2 separate regions of the Mus musculus genome follow, and region 1 is linked to region 2. Evidence: chromatin contacts called from public promoter capture Hi-C data. All regions are on one chromosome and are shown on one strand. Each heading gives the region's core, a stretch centred on a gene start, on an enhancer-like site or on the middle of the called end of the contact. The rest is flanking DNA. Distances are from core to core; before and after follow the strand shown.

The links. Promoter capture Hi-C pulls out the DNA fragments that hold promoters and counts their contacts.
Region 1: a promoter capture Hi-C map of 3T3-L1-derived adipocytes shows a contact between it and region 2, with 2.3 times the contacts expected there. The contact joins the promoter of Frs2 here to the promoter of Otogl in region 2. A contact is called at or near these places in 3 of 39 promoter capture datasets (the 3T3-L1 cell line and 3T3-L1-derived adipocytes).

Annotation. Positions count from the first base shown.
Region 1 is chr10:117,147,103-117,154,616 of GRCm38.p6, forward strand. It overlaps Frs2 (fibroblast growth factor receptor substrate 2), which reads right to left and starts at 1,372. Exons shown (of 10, transcript NM_177798.3): 1 at 1,290-1,372.
Region 2 is chr10:107,909,355-107,916,843 of GRCm38.p6, forward strand. Otogl (otogelin-like) reads right to left here and starts at 3,025. Exons shown (of 58, transcript NM_001177567.2): 1 at 2,723-3,025; 2 at 1,566-1,605; 3 at 512-560. The coding sequence starts at 2,774.

The sequences.
Region 1 (7,514 bases), core at 122-2,621, 9.2 Mb after region 2:
TCTGATAATAATTTAAAACTCAATAAAAGCGGAAAATAGCTCCATTATTTCCTACAAACCTTTTATCCGTAGTTTATCACCTAAACTCAGTTTACTAACAGTGCCTACAAGATTTTCTTCTCTAGGAAAGTCTCAGTTTATTGGAGTTAAACACTTCATATGCTTAAATCAACAAACACCTCTGTCCCGCTGTGGGAACACCCCCACCCCGCGTTCCCACAACTGGACTACACGAAGAACCTCCGAGGAGAAACTGAGGGAAATTATATATATATATATATATATATATATATATATATATATACATATAATATACATACATATGTGTGTGTATATATATGTGTGTGTGTATATGTGTGTGTGTGTGTGTATATACACACATATATACACATATATATAATTAGCTCAAGAAATGACAGTTCCAAGTATGAAAGTAAACAAACTGGGGTGAAAAAAAAGGATACAATTCTCCAGCCTTTTGCAGTCAACTTGTGCAAGGTCCCGACTGAAGTCTTAACAACTGTGACTTCGGATGAGCGCAGGAATTCGGAAGGCTGATTACAGAATAGCATGGTTTTTTTTTTTTTTTTAACGTCAGCAAGAACACGGGGAAACTCCTCTGAATCTACGAATCTCCTCAAATCTTTGTTTTTAAGAAGTAACTCCCAACAGTTTCAGTTTGCAAGGGAGCAAAGACCCTTCGAGGAATGGTACTGCCTCACTGACCGACCCTACGCAGGCATCCAGACCCAGTTAAGTTTCGAGCCGAGTCCAAATCGAACCTCCGGCGACCCCGACGCAAGCCCCGCAAGAGATCGCCAGCATCCACACAGGGAGCGCCCCACCCTCGGACTGACTACACCCCTGGGACACAGGATAATTACTGAGACGGGAAGAGGGGACAGATCCAAGAGGCGACGAAAGTTGGACACTGATGTCCAGTGCAGTCTGGCTGTCCCGGTCCCCAGCGTCCGAGTGCACAGACCCCACAGCGGAGGCACCGAGCCCACTTGCCCGATGCAGAGAGGGGGTCGCAGCGCCGACGGCCGGGCCCCGCTACGGAGTCCCCCCTCTGCGGGCGGCCGCGGCTCCGGGAACCCCGCTCCGGCTGCGCCCCGCCCACTCCGCGGCCCCGCATCGCGCCCCTTCCCGGCCCGCGGGCCGCGCGCGCTCCGCGGCGGCCGACGAACCCCTTCCCCGGATCCCCGACGGCTGAACCTGCAGCGGACAGCCGGGTCCGAGGCTCGCTCGCCCAGCGCAGGCCCCGCTCGGCGTCCCCGGCTACTCACCGTCGGCGCGAAGGCGCTGCGAGGGGCGCGGGGTGGCAGCCGCGGAGCTCCTCACTCTCCCCGCGACCTGACCCCCTGCTCGGAGCCTCGGCGCCTGTGTCTACAAGGCCTCTCTCCAGCCCGAACCCTAGACAAGCACTTCCGGGGGAGCGGGGGAGGGCAGGGGTTTGGCACCGGAACTGCTCCCAGGCTGGAGCTGCCAGCCCTCCCGGGAGGGGCGTGGCCTCTGCTCCGGGCGCCAGCGGACCCGCCCCCGAGCCCCGCCCCCGGGCTCCTTGCTAACCCCTGTGGTCCCGCGGGCCCCGAGCTACCGCTGGCACCCCTTATTTTAACGCCTGTTAGGATCGCTCCCTTCTACTTAATTCTACAGGGGCCCGGAGAATCTAATTTCGCCGAGCCCGGAGCATTCACCGGCTTGCCGACCGGCCGGCGGTGTTATCCTTTCTCGCTTCTGTCCCGCGTGAAAATGCAGTTGACATTTATCGAAGGAAGGCTTACGGCGTGGTAGACAGGGCATTTATTACGCGATTCGGTGGCGTTAACTCATTTAATAACCTTCAAACTCCTGGAAATTGGTGCTTTTATTCTCTGTGTCTTACAGAGAAGGAAATCGGCCAAAGTATCGGACTTTACCACATATGCTGGCTCTTGGTTTTACTTTAATTTGTGGTATGCGTAGAACTCTCATTTGCCCCAAACAAGACTTTTCAAATTATTCAAAGACGGGAGCCAAATTATTTCCCTATATGGGTCATCCTTTGCACTTTAAACAAAGGCTGAGATGATGGGCTATGCAATCTTAGTGCCAGGATCCTGTTTCTTTACATTTCACCCTGGTGTGTGTGTGTGTCGTGTTCATCTCTGGATTGTAGACGTTAAAAATAATATAATGCATAACGCAATAGTAAGCATTTCAAAGTACCCAGGACTGAGTACGTCCGCACAATTCTTATACCTAACCAGTAACTAGCAATAGAGAAGACCTGGGCACTTTTGAAACTTACCAAAGACAGACAGTATGAGAGCCTACAGAGTCAGTGTCAGGCAAAGAAGTGAGACGATCTTAAAAGATTTGCTCTGTCACAAAATCAAGAAACATCAAATATTAAAGGCAGGTTTTCAGTATGAAGCAAAGCCCCACATGGAAGAAAAGGGCTCAAACCTGACAAGCTATTTTGTTTCCAGCAGTCTAAAAAGGCTGAGGCAGGGAGAGTCCGGAGAGTTTCTAGCCAGCCTAAGCTTTACAGTGAGTTTCCAGACAAAGGTGGCCAGGACTATGAAGCAAGACTCTTGTCCAAAAAGAAGGAGAGGAGGAGGAAAAAAGGAAGAGCAAAAAAGAAAAGAGTTTCTTAGCATGCATAGTGTCTGTTAAATACTGCAGGGACAAGTGTTAAGACAATCTGCTTTGAGAAAGGCAGAGTAAAAGAAAACCCCTTATTACAAATTTAAGATGCAAACAATGCCATCACTATTGCTGTATATAAAGTACTGCCTTGTGCTTTATGTAATTGCAGAAGTGTTTGTAAACACTTCCAGAATTCTCAAGTTCAAGCAGCCTTTCATGCCTCCTAGTAGACTGAAGAAGAAGAAGAAAAAAAAAAAAAAAAGACCCTGCACAGACAAAACTTAGGCTGTCTCTAGCTGTTTACCATCTCCACCCCCCAATCCCAGACACGAGCACGAGTGCGCGCCAAGGGCAGCACACGCGCGTGCGGGGGCGCGCGCGCACACACACACACACACACACACACACACACACACACACACACAGAGCCCAGAGACCTAGTGAGGGGAACCCTCAATCACAGCCTGTCACGTAACTGGTAAGTGGTGAAGCCTGGATTTAAAAGTGAAGCTGTGTTCTCAGGTGCTTTTCACCACGCTGCCAGCAGGTCTCAGGCTTGAAAATGCCTCGCAATCACCGGGAGGGCTTGTTAAACAAATTGCTGGGCTCCATCCCCAACCCTTTCACTCACCCAGGGTAGGGCTTCTCGAGGTGTGTCCCCGGCCAGCCTGGCAGCTCCACATCACCTGGGAATGTATTAAAGATGCAAATTGCCAGGCCCCGCCCAGACCTTGTAAAGCTGTAACTCCAAAGATTAGACAGAACAACCCTAGTTTTAAGAGCCCCTCCTCCGCAACCTCCCCGCCCCCACCTCGCATCTGATAAGACGTCCAGTTAAAGAACTACAGCATTCTAGTAGCCTATCTTTTGCATATTCTTTTCTTAATTGTGGTAAATCTACAGCATGGGATTGTTGTTCTTTTTTTTTTAAGATTTATTTATTTATTGTATGTGAGTACACTGTAGCTGTACAGATGGTTGTGAGCCTTCATGTGGTTGTTGGGAATTGAATTTTAGGACCTCTACTTATTCCGGTCAACTCTGCTCACTCAGTCCCTGCTCGCTCCAGACACACCAGAAGAAGGCGTCCCATCTCATTACGGGTAGTTGTGAGTCACCATGTGGTTGCTGGGATTTGAACTCAGGACCTTCGGCAACCCGGGATTGTTGTTCTTGTTGGGAGGAGAGGAGTGTTGTTTTGTAGTGCTGCGGATTCAAATCTGTCTCTAAGGCCATTGGAAGCAAATGTCACTGAGTTACACACGCCTAGTCAGAAAGAGAGAGAGAGAGAGAGAGAGAGAGAGAGAGAGAGAGAGAGAGAGGCTTCCTGCCTAACTAAACGACATTTTGGAACATTTTTATTTATCTTTTTTCTTTTCACGGGAGATAAAAATGGGGAAAGTGAGTTTTAATGGGGGATTTTTTTTTTTTTTTTTTTTTTACTGAAACTGAACCAGATGATTCTGAGGTGGGGGTGGGGGTGGGGGTGGGGGTGGGGAAACAAATCTTCCTTGAAACCTGCTCCGTGTTGGAGGCTTTACATGCGTTTTCTGAATTAATCTTCGATGTGCTGTGAGGTTTTATGGTCTTACTTTTACAAATGAGAATAGCCGAGGCCTAGGTGAAGTAATTGACTTAAGGCCACATTCTTGTTCGGGGTAGAAACAGCATTGCTCAAAGATCCCTCTAATTCCAAAGCTCTTGCGCGTCCCACTTTGTGGCTGGAGCCTGCAGAAGGAGATTCCAGCGGCTCCACCACCCCAGCCACGCAGCGTTGAGTAAGCGATTTAATCTTTATTTTCAATTTCTCCCATCTATAAATAATGCTATCATAAATCTGCCCTGCCCACACTAGAATGTCAGAAGAAATGAGGGAATAAAAGTGCTTTCAGCTCTTTGAAGAAAAACAGTTTTTAAAAAAAGTATAGTATTGTGCGTTTAGACACACACTGCTCACATTTGTAAGCCTGGGCTTTGGAGTTTTTGTTGTTTCTTCCCGATTCATATAGAAGAGCGTCCCACTCCCCTTCCAAAAAAAAAAAAAAAGTGTTTAACTTCATTTGACAGTGTCTCCTAAAGGATATAGAAGCTGATAGAGGCTCTTACATGTTGTTGTTGTTGTTGTTGACTACATAGAGAGCAGAAGGAGGCAGTCCACATGTGTACTTGTCACCCCAGTGTTTAGGCAGCCTGAACTATATATAGTAAGTCCCTGACTAAAAATCAAGGAGCAGGGGTATGCCTCAATGATAGTAGGCTTAACATGCGCAACACCCTGGGTTTCATTCCCCGCTACCCTGTCAAACTTGTAATTTAAGTGACACAAGGTTCACAGACCCCCCACTTTGGTACCAAATGCTAGCCCACCTTCACCCTAAACACACATTTAATCCAAAGCTTGCTTTTTTTTTTAATCTTTCCATTTAAGCCCCTTCCACCCCCCTGCCTCCACCCACCCACCCCTCCACCCCGCCCCAATGAAGACTTAAAAATTCCTGTTATTTTATTATGTAGAAGGATTTAGGTCTTAATCTTTATCTCAGGCCAGACTCCGGGTCGTCTTTACTGACTTAATGGCCAGGTTGCACAATCCCAGGGGGTACTGTTCACAAAGAAGACAGCCAGAGTGTTGCTCAAGGGGGTGCCAATCACACAGACCCCATGCCTGGTGGAACGGACAAGGCGAGGACCCAGTCTCTGCAAAGCACCTCTTCCCAGATCCATTAAGGCAGTTTGTTAAACAAAAGAGCTGTGCACTTCAGCGTCTACCCTTGGCCAGGCCTGGAGATAATGGCGGTCTTTGTTTATGTTTCGTTTGTTTTAACACAGGCCTGGGCCTTTAACACCCAGCTTACCAGTCTTGGGCTCCAGACTTCCCTGAGACATTTTTCACTGCCTACTCTGATACTGTCAAATCTCTCAGCCTTAAGAGCTTTTTAGATGTTGCAGAGTTATTTTCAGACAGGATTTTACTATGTCGTTCAGGCTAACTTCCAATTCTTAATCCTCCTGCCTCCACCTCTCAAGGGTTGGGATTATGGACAAGTGTCACTATGCTTAACTAGAGTTTTGTTTTGTTTCGTTTTAAACCTAAAGATGGTCACACATTGTTTACCTCAACTTTGATCCTTTCTTTGGCACACGTGCTTGAAATGTACTGCAAAGGATGCTACTCGAACTGTGTACAATACATAAGTTGTTTTATTCTAGGTGGGTGCAGAAAGGTTTGAAAATGGCTCTGGAACGTATGTGACCCATCGTTTTGTACCAATAAATAAATATATAAAAATAAAATAAGCTCAAAAGGTTTTTTTTTAAGATTTTTTCCCCTCTTTTTAATTTTTTTTATATGTGTATGGATTTGTTCTCTGTGCCCACAGAAGTCAGACGAGGACACTGGATCTTCTGAAACTAGACTTATCCGTGGTTGTGAGCCACCATGTGTGTCCTGAGACTTGAACCCAGATCCTTTGTAAGATCATCCTTTGCTCCTAACCACTAAGCCATTTCTCCACCCACAAGATTTATTTTATTTTTAATGATGCGTGTAGGCGTGTGTCTGTGTGTGTGGCTACGTATATTCGTGAGAGCAGCTTCCCAAGGAGTTCAGAGGCCTTCGATGCCTTGGAACTTAAGTCTCTTTCAATTATGAGCCACCCAATATAGGTCCTGGGAACACTTAGGGTCCCTGGGACACTTGGGGTTCCCTGGGAAAGCAGTTCATGGTCTTCTTGGAGGTAACTGGTAGTAGTGGTAGTTATTGTTATTTGTGGATTTGTTGTGGCTGTTTTTTGGTTGGTTGGTTGGTTGGTTGTTTTTATATGGATGAGTGTTTTCTGTTTACCATCTGCATGCACTGCAAAGGGCAGAAGAAGGCATCCCCCTCACCCCCAGCCCCACCCCTACCCCCAACCCCACCCCTACTTCCATCCCAGCCCCACCCCCAGAACAGGAGTTACAACAGTTGTGAGCTGCCATGTGAGTGCTGGGAATCAAACCCAGTCCTCCAAAAGAGCAGCCAGGGCCTTTTAACCACAGGGCCATCTCTTCTGTTGCTGGCTTTTTGGGACAGAGTCTCACTATGTCTCCCTAGCTGGCCCGGCTGGACTGTGGCTGACTGTGCAGACCGGGCTGACCTCAAACTCAAAGAGACCTGCCTGTCTCTGCCTCCTGGGTGCTGGTATTGAGGACACCCAACCACCGTGCTCAGCAAGAACCACCCAGCTCTTAACCTCAGAGCCATCTCTCCAGCTGTATCAATTCAAAGCTTTAAAACTGAGGTTCGGGATATAGCTCAGCCTGAAGACTGCTCGCCTGCCATGGGCAAACCTCTGGGTTTGACTCCCCAGGACCACAGTAAAGATGATGTTGTTGTTGTTGTTGTTGTTGTTTTTAAAGCACTGGAGTGCTGTTGCTTACCTGTAACCTCAGAATTTGAGAAGGAGAGGCAGGACAGCCAGGGGTTCAAGACCCTGTCTCAACAAAACAAAACAAAAAACAAAAACAAAAACAAAAACAAAATTTTTTTTTCTGCCAACTCTTGAAACTTAAACTACTCTGGCACACATCTGGCACACATCTGGCACAAGGCACCACTGTCTTCCTCGTCAAGGTTAGTGAGTTGCTCCCTCTCATAAGTGTTCACTGTAGACACTAAGTCTGGGGGCCACCAGGACAGAAGAGAATATAGATATTTTAAAAGAAAGAGGTACAGACTCTTGTCATAACTATTTATTCCAAAGTACTTTAAGAGAGTTTGAAAGTAGTTTTCCTGGATGCCAGCTCTTGAGATCCCAAAAAGGCAAGCACAGACAACAAATTAATCAAGACCAATGGATTTTGTTTTGTTGTTGTTTTTAAAAAAAGATTTATTTATTATT
Region 2 (7,489 bases), core at 1,775-4,274:
AGGTTGTTAATTTCTTTTTTCTTTCTTTCTTTTTTCTTTTCTTTTTTTTTTTTCTTCGAGACAGGGTTTCTCTGTGTTGCCCTGGCTGTCCTGGAACTCACTTTGTAGACCAGGCTAGCCTCAAACTCAGAAATCCGCCTGCCTCTGCCTCCCGAGTGCTGAGGTTGTTCATTTCTAAATCATGCAAATGTCCTAGCAAGAAGATGGTATGCAATCCCCATCAACACTGAAGCCCAAGCACAGGTTATCAAGAAGAACAAGGAGAAAGAAAAAAAAAGGTGTTTCATTCCAAACAAATCTATGTGAACTGAATATATTTGAGGGCCGTAAAATAAAAAAATAAAATAAAATAATAAAAGCTGCAGAGAAATGCGTTGGCCTCTCCCTACTCTTTCCTGTCTTGTGTTGAGCATTTCATTCCCTCCACAAAGGTCTCATTGTTGAGGTGACAGCAGAATCCAAAGCAGAATGAGTTATTTCTCTGCCTCTCTCCATCTGAGGCATAACCTACCTGTACTGCTAACAGAGCCCTTCTCTGTTCATTTTCATAGAACTCACTTCTGCAAGAAAACACAAAGAACTTGTGTAGTCAGAGGCCCCTGGGCAACCTGAACAGCCTTTCCCAAGAGGGAGCTGGTGTTTTCCTCCCGATCTCCATCACGTTTATCAAAGAGGCCTTTCTTGGTTTAACATTTAAAGGGCCCCCTCCCCTCTGTGGAAGGGTGAGATTTGGGTGGTGGAGCTGTCTCATTTTACAAAATTCGGGACTGTCCCCAAATCTCTCCAGGCTCTGATATAAACTGAATTTTAGGAAGGAACTTTGAGATTGAGAGATAAACAAAATAGTGTAACATTGTAACACCAACAGGTGTAGTTTCTTCTTCCTAGAACTTCTTGAGTCTCGTGAAGTGGGTATTTATCAAAGGTGAATTTACTTTCCCATACATAATATTTTAATTTCATCTGTTCTGTGTCACTAAAAAAAAAAAAAATAGGGTGATATAAATGTAAGGACATTTAATTGGCAGTTATCCAAACCAAATCATTAATTCACTGAGTTATACATCTGTTTTATGAAATATCATAATTTTATTATATTTATTAATGAATATATTTTTAAAAATCAAATGAGCATAATTCTCTCACTAAGAAAAATAGTAAAAAAATCTATTTTCATTATTTATTACTATAACCATTTTATCCATTTCATCACTAAAAGTAGTTTTACTTTATGTTAAAAATGTAGTATGTTTACAGACAATAATGTATGTCAACGGGAAAAAATGTAAAGAGACATATTACTGGATATAGCTTCTTCACAAATCTTTGAAGTGAAGCAAATGTCTCTTTAGTACCTACAGGCAGTGGACCACACCAAGGCTTCTTACAAATACGAAAAGGAATGAATGTCATTTCTAATGTTTGGAAATATTTCAAGGAAGAAGATCTCATACTTTTCGTAAAGGTTTCACTTGTTATTTGAAAAATGGACAGAGCTGTCTACTGAGTTTGGCATGTTCTCCTTCCTTTGATGTTTCGGAGCATAAAGGCAAAGAAATACTCACTCTGATGTTTCTGACAGGACAGATGACGCACAAACGTATCCTGCCAGAGATAAACACAGGTTGGTGAGACTGCAGGACATACAAATAGCTTGCTCTGGGTTCTGCTATCTAACAGATTTTTTTTTTTAATCCAAAGGCTAAACTATACATTGAGAATTGCTGCAAGTTTTTTTCTTTTTAGAGGATTCTGACCAGAGAATGATCTGTAATATACCTGGGGTGAGCAATAGCCCTCCTAAAAGAATGCCCAATGCCTGTAGATTTACACAGTGCCATCACACAACATAACCAGTGCCTATAAATGTGCACAGTGCGGTCACACAACAGCGTGGGGCCAGACGTGGAATCCCAGAGCTATTCTAGAGCTGGCCCTACCACTTAGTATTTGGCAAGCTTAAGCATGATGCAAAACAAAATGATCATGTTGAACAAGCCAATCTCAATGCCTCTCCACACAGTATCCCACACACCCAGCATCCGGCCCAGCATCCTGCATCTTTTTTCTTGAGAGCTAAGGGCCTCTGTGATGGAAAGATTGTGACTTTTCTGTGTCTCTCACATGTCTGTTATTTCTTCCATTTCCCCTGCAAGCTTCAAACTCTAGACCCTTTACCAGGGATCAAAAAAGAAGAAAAAAAGTACATATAAATAAATGCCATCTTCATAAAGACTTTTAATAAATACTAATTTATAGGTAAATTTGTTGTAAAACTGGAAAATTAATTCATCACCTCAAATGTTAAAGTTAGATCTAAAATCTCTTTTTTTTATTTTTAGGTTTTAATGACATGATGTAGCCTTAACTACTCTATCTCTCATTATTACTCTAAAGTTTCGAGTGCTTAAATTACACATGGGACATCACTGTAATTCATGTTTGGAAAAAAAGGAGTCAGAATGACTGCATGTAGTGATGAAGGCATGGTTTTAAATAGCCACTTAAAGAAAACTCAAAGCACACCAAGGGTAAAAATTCTCTACATTCTTAAGAATCCAGTAAAGTTGTCTGAAGGTGAGTTAGTACATACGTGTTCTCAGGATGTCAAAACACTCGAGAATAAACATAAAAAGAAACAATATCAGTTTCGAGAGAGAGAGAGAGAGAGAGAGAGAGAGAAACGTGTGATAAATGAAGGTCAAGATACGAAAGCTCTTACCTCGTAATGAAACCAGCAGTATAGGAAGGGAGAGAGCACGCCAAGGTACCATCAAACTGAGTTTCTTCACAATGCTCATTTCAGTGAACTCTTTCTCCCTGGACTGAAACCAAAGTGACGGTCTTCACTATGATGGCATCTTACAAGGGTGACTGTTCCTTGTGTGCTCAGATTCAAATGAACACAGTTATGGGATAAAACCACTGAAAAGAAAATCCCCGGGCTTCTCAACCACACACAGCATCCGAGGTTTTAGATAGAGCTCACAGTCAGCCCTTTGGCTGGGTCTCTCATTAGCAATGCAAGGCAGCCTCTTGCCTGAGCCCGGATTAGTTACAGCCAGCTACACACCTGCCCATTAATACACCGTGTTAGCCCATCTCTCAGCCTTTCTAGTAACTTTGAAAGATTGGGATCATCCAAACAATACTTGTTTATACCTTCTAAGGTCATGAGATAACTTATTCCTAAGCGTTGGTATATTGTCCATGTCTTATTTTTCACAAAATAGTAGCCTTTGAAAACAGGAGGAATGAAAATCTAATTTACTTTTCCTACAGTATCTACAGTTTTATATCTTATTCTCAAAACTTTAAAAGTAAATTAAAACTATGTGCATGTATTTTCAACTGAAATCCTATTATGGTACCGACATTTTCATCGGTCCACCGAGCTGTTAAACATTACAGAACAAGTGTAGATTTTCAAAGGAAACAATGTTTTTCTAATATTTGTCTTTTAAAAGAAAACTAAAGAACGCAGCAGGTACTGAAGACCTTTTTGATAATCCATTTTTTCTCATCTTCTATGAAAAGTACCTGATTAGATTACGAAAGAGGGGAGGAGGTCTGTGTTCTTATTCCAGCCATGGGCATTCTTCTCCAGAAGCAACTGACTGCCTACAGCAGCATCAGAGAAGAGAGCTATCATCTTTCAAAATGAACTCCAGAGAGGTGATCTAAGCCCACAAATGAGTGAAAGCCATGTCTAGGCCATGGGTTCACATTTCCTATAGCAGATTCCATGACTCACCTTGCCCTTGTCCCTCCCACTTAAGAGATGGAGTACAATAACAAGAAATGTCTGATTACACAAGTACTACATGGCAGTTATTCCTGTCTGCTGGTTCCCAGGCACTTCCTTTGCAATGACTTCAAAGTATCCAGCGGCTGACTCATCCAATATCCATGACATACACACGCTTCTCTTATGGTCCCAAGTTCATGGATCATGTGTTTTTGTTCCATGTGGTCTTAATTAGTCTCCACTGATGAATAACAGCTAAGTCAAGGAAGCAACAGAAAATGGACACCCATTCAATAAAAAGATAAGCATGAAATACGCACCTAAGCAGTATTAAAATTACAAAGTATGGTGTCCCTGCCTACAGCACACATGTCCATACTTATTTTGAATTTTGATGCATGTATTTTAAAGCAAAGCATGCACTCACTGATAGTCACTAAAACATTCATAGTCTGTTGTTCTTGAACTAACTAGACAATTGCCCAAGTCTGCACAGATAGTCCATGTAATAATTTATATTTACATCCTAAACTGGTCCAGAAATATGTACCTACTAAGCCATAGTCAAAACTACAAAATAATTCCGTTTTAAATGTATCAGTATAAGATCACTGAAAAGCTAGGGCTGCACTCTGGTTAGAGTATAAAATTTGTCCTCCAAAGAACTTTCTCAAACTGAGAGAAGTAAATTTGTGTGTGTGTGTGTGTGTGTGTGTGTGTGTGTGTTTGTGTGTAAAATGTTTTAAATCAACATGCATTACTAAATCTTTTCTCCTATGTCCCTGGCTAATTTACAAATTGACTTTCCACATAAATAACATGATATGACAGATGTATGAAACGCTTCAGGATTGTCTTTCTCTGTCCACTAACATCTTGAATTTTTCCTGAAACTTAATTTTTTTTCACAAATGATGCGCATACAGAAAAATCTTGAGTTGTAGTCAAAATCAAACTTTGCGATTCAACAATTTGATTACAAACCTAGTTATTTTTAATGCGCCTGGAAACTGCCTAGAAAGACTTAGAAAACATGAACTGCATGTTTCTCATATAAACTATAATAACATGTGAAACTAACTAAATGTAACAGAGAAAACTCTTACCTCAGATTTCATATGAGTCTTTTGATTTAAACATATCACTTTAATTTTCACTGAATAAAATGGAGAATTCCAAGGCGCTATCATCTTACTGTTTTTCTGTTTTGTGTTTTTCTGCTTTGTGTTTTTTTGTTTTATGTGTTCAGAACCTGGAAGGTGTTTTGTCTAATAATGAACGCAGTCTAAATTACCACACCCAAAAATAAACCCTGAACTTGGCCATTCTTTTCTAAGTAGAGGCTTACTGTGTGCCTGCCTCTCTATATCAAGGCTTCTCATAAGGAAGAAATTAGAAAAAAAAAGAAGGATGATAAAGAAAGCAATAACTAAATGCCAAGTTCTTTCTCTATCACGAACTTATTACCTGAAATGGTAGTCAGCATGAAAATAGACATCCATGAATAGCTCCAACCGAACAGAGAGTTTAGATGAAAGATTAGACCCAGAGACACAAAAAATGGAATTTATGACTATTGCTATGTGTGATTGTTACTGTCAAAATGACAACTTTTATTTCTTTCTACCCTGACAAAGGATCTTAGACAAAATGTGAGTCATCCACCAGTTTATGGAGAGATACTAGGTTCATAAGAATCCTGAGGCAAGGCTAGAATGCAAGCAATAAAATGTTCCCTTTCTGCCAGAAAAGTACTGTGCATTTTCCCACACGGAATATGACCTTTGGAAAGTTGACACCCAACAATCTGTTGGCCTTAACACAGCACATTCAAAACAACTGGCAAGAATGGGAAATCTCTGACCTTGTGGCATATATGCCATTGATAAAGGGATGCTGTAATAAAATGCATTTTCTTTGAGAATCATTTATTTCCCTAATACAAGATTCATTTCCATGAACTGAGATCAAATCTGAAGTAGCTAACATTCGACTCCCATAATATCAGTGTCTGCTTCTGAAATTCAACTATTCCTCATTTGTTTTGCTAAACCCAACACACTGCAAGTTCCATGATTTTATCCAGAATTTGTCTTATCGTCAAGATACCAAAAGGAATCCATCTCTAAGATGAATTTTAACTCTCTGAGTTCCACGCTCTTATCATAATAGGATAGTTTGTAGAATTCTACATATGCTTTCAAGCTGTTTGCTATGTGGCTATTTCTTTGGTGTATTACGTAATTTAATTTAGATGTGATCTATCTTAGCTTTGCCATATGTAATACTTCATAATCATTCTGTATTGGTCACGATTTCAATAAAAAGTTTAGTGCTAAAAGTCCATCACTCTCTAGACATTATATAGACATTAATTTTCCAGGTTGCCATAGAGTGATTGGTTTGCACTATCCAATGGAGGAAGAAGGAATGTTCCTCCAATTAACTTCTTATCAAGATCTTACTTTGCCTCTTGCGTTTTGCTGCACTGCTACCACATGCTGCATTTATATTACCTAGAGCACTGTGTGAGGGAGTTAGTCTCTTGTGCCTGTGATTCCTGCTTGTATCCTCAACATTTGTGTGTGTGTGTGTCTACCTTTATGACTGCTGAGAGAAAGTATGTTCATGTCCTAAAGATAAGCGGTGATGGCTTCAATCCTCTAGATTATAGGGTTTGCTTCCTTCTAGGTAGACTTCATTAAGGGGTTTACAGTTTTGTGTTTTATATATATGGCTGACAGGGCATTTTCTGTGAGGATCCTTTGAGCACCAGAGTGTGAATTCAAATTCTGAATTCAAATCGAGGAAATCAACTTCACTCTTGCTTTGGCTTTGGCTTCTGATGATGTCACTTTCATCTACATGGAAGCATCAAATTATGATTGTGGTAAACTGTTTTATCACCTCCAACTAGTAAATTCTAATGTCAGATAAACTACCGTATTACCAAAATCAAGACACCAATCATCAGAGACACATTTTTCTTTCCACGTATTTTAAATATTTGTTTTCTTTATCAGTATAATTACAGCTTTCCTTCTCAGCTTAGTTATGAGTGAAAATTATTCAAAACAAATAACTGAAAAGTTGCTTTTTTTTTAAAGAAAGCACATCAAAACAACTCCTCTTTGGAGCATATTACACAAATTATAAAACCAAACTATTCAGATTCCCCAGTGCCATGATTAGACGGTTTCCTATCATACTAAGATTCCAATTCAAATACCAGCAACCTAGCTTATGATGGTTGCCATTGTAACAACTGGATGGTGTCAAATGTCAGTTTGATCACAAAGTTGCTCTGAATTGGAAAGGTGGCTAGTGAATTGTCTTTGAAGATATGGCATTATCGAGATTTTTCAGCAGACCACAGATCAGCATGAAAATGACAGAGGAGACCAAGTTCTTCATTGTGACCTAAGAATCAAATAACAGTTGGTCAAACCCCCAAGAATCTACCCCTTATCTTAATGTGACCTCTTCCCTACTCTGGGCCTGAATTAGACTCTTACTAAGTTACATACAAAATTGTTATCATTATCTCCCAAAAGCTGCAGTGAGAATGCCCTAGTTCCCTTAGAAGCTTTTCTTCGGTCTTCTCTTCTAACAAGATAAGTTTATCAACTTTACTTAGAACACAGTGGCAGCTCTTTAACTGTGTTCAGGAATTCCCTAGGGAGCATATCAGATGCACAGATTCCCAGTTCATGTTTTCTGATTGAGTCTAAGGACATTAGA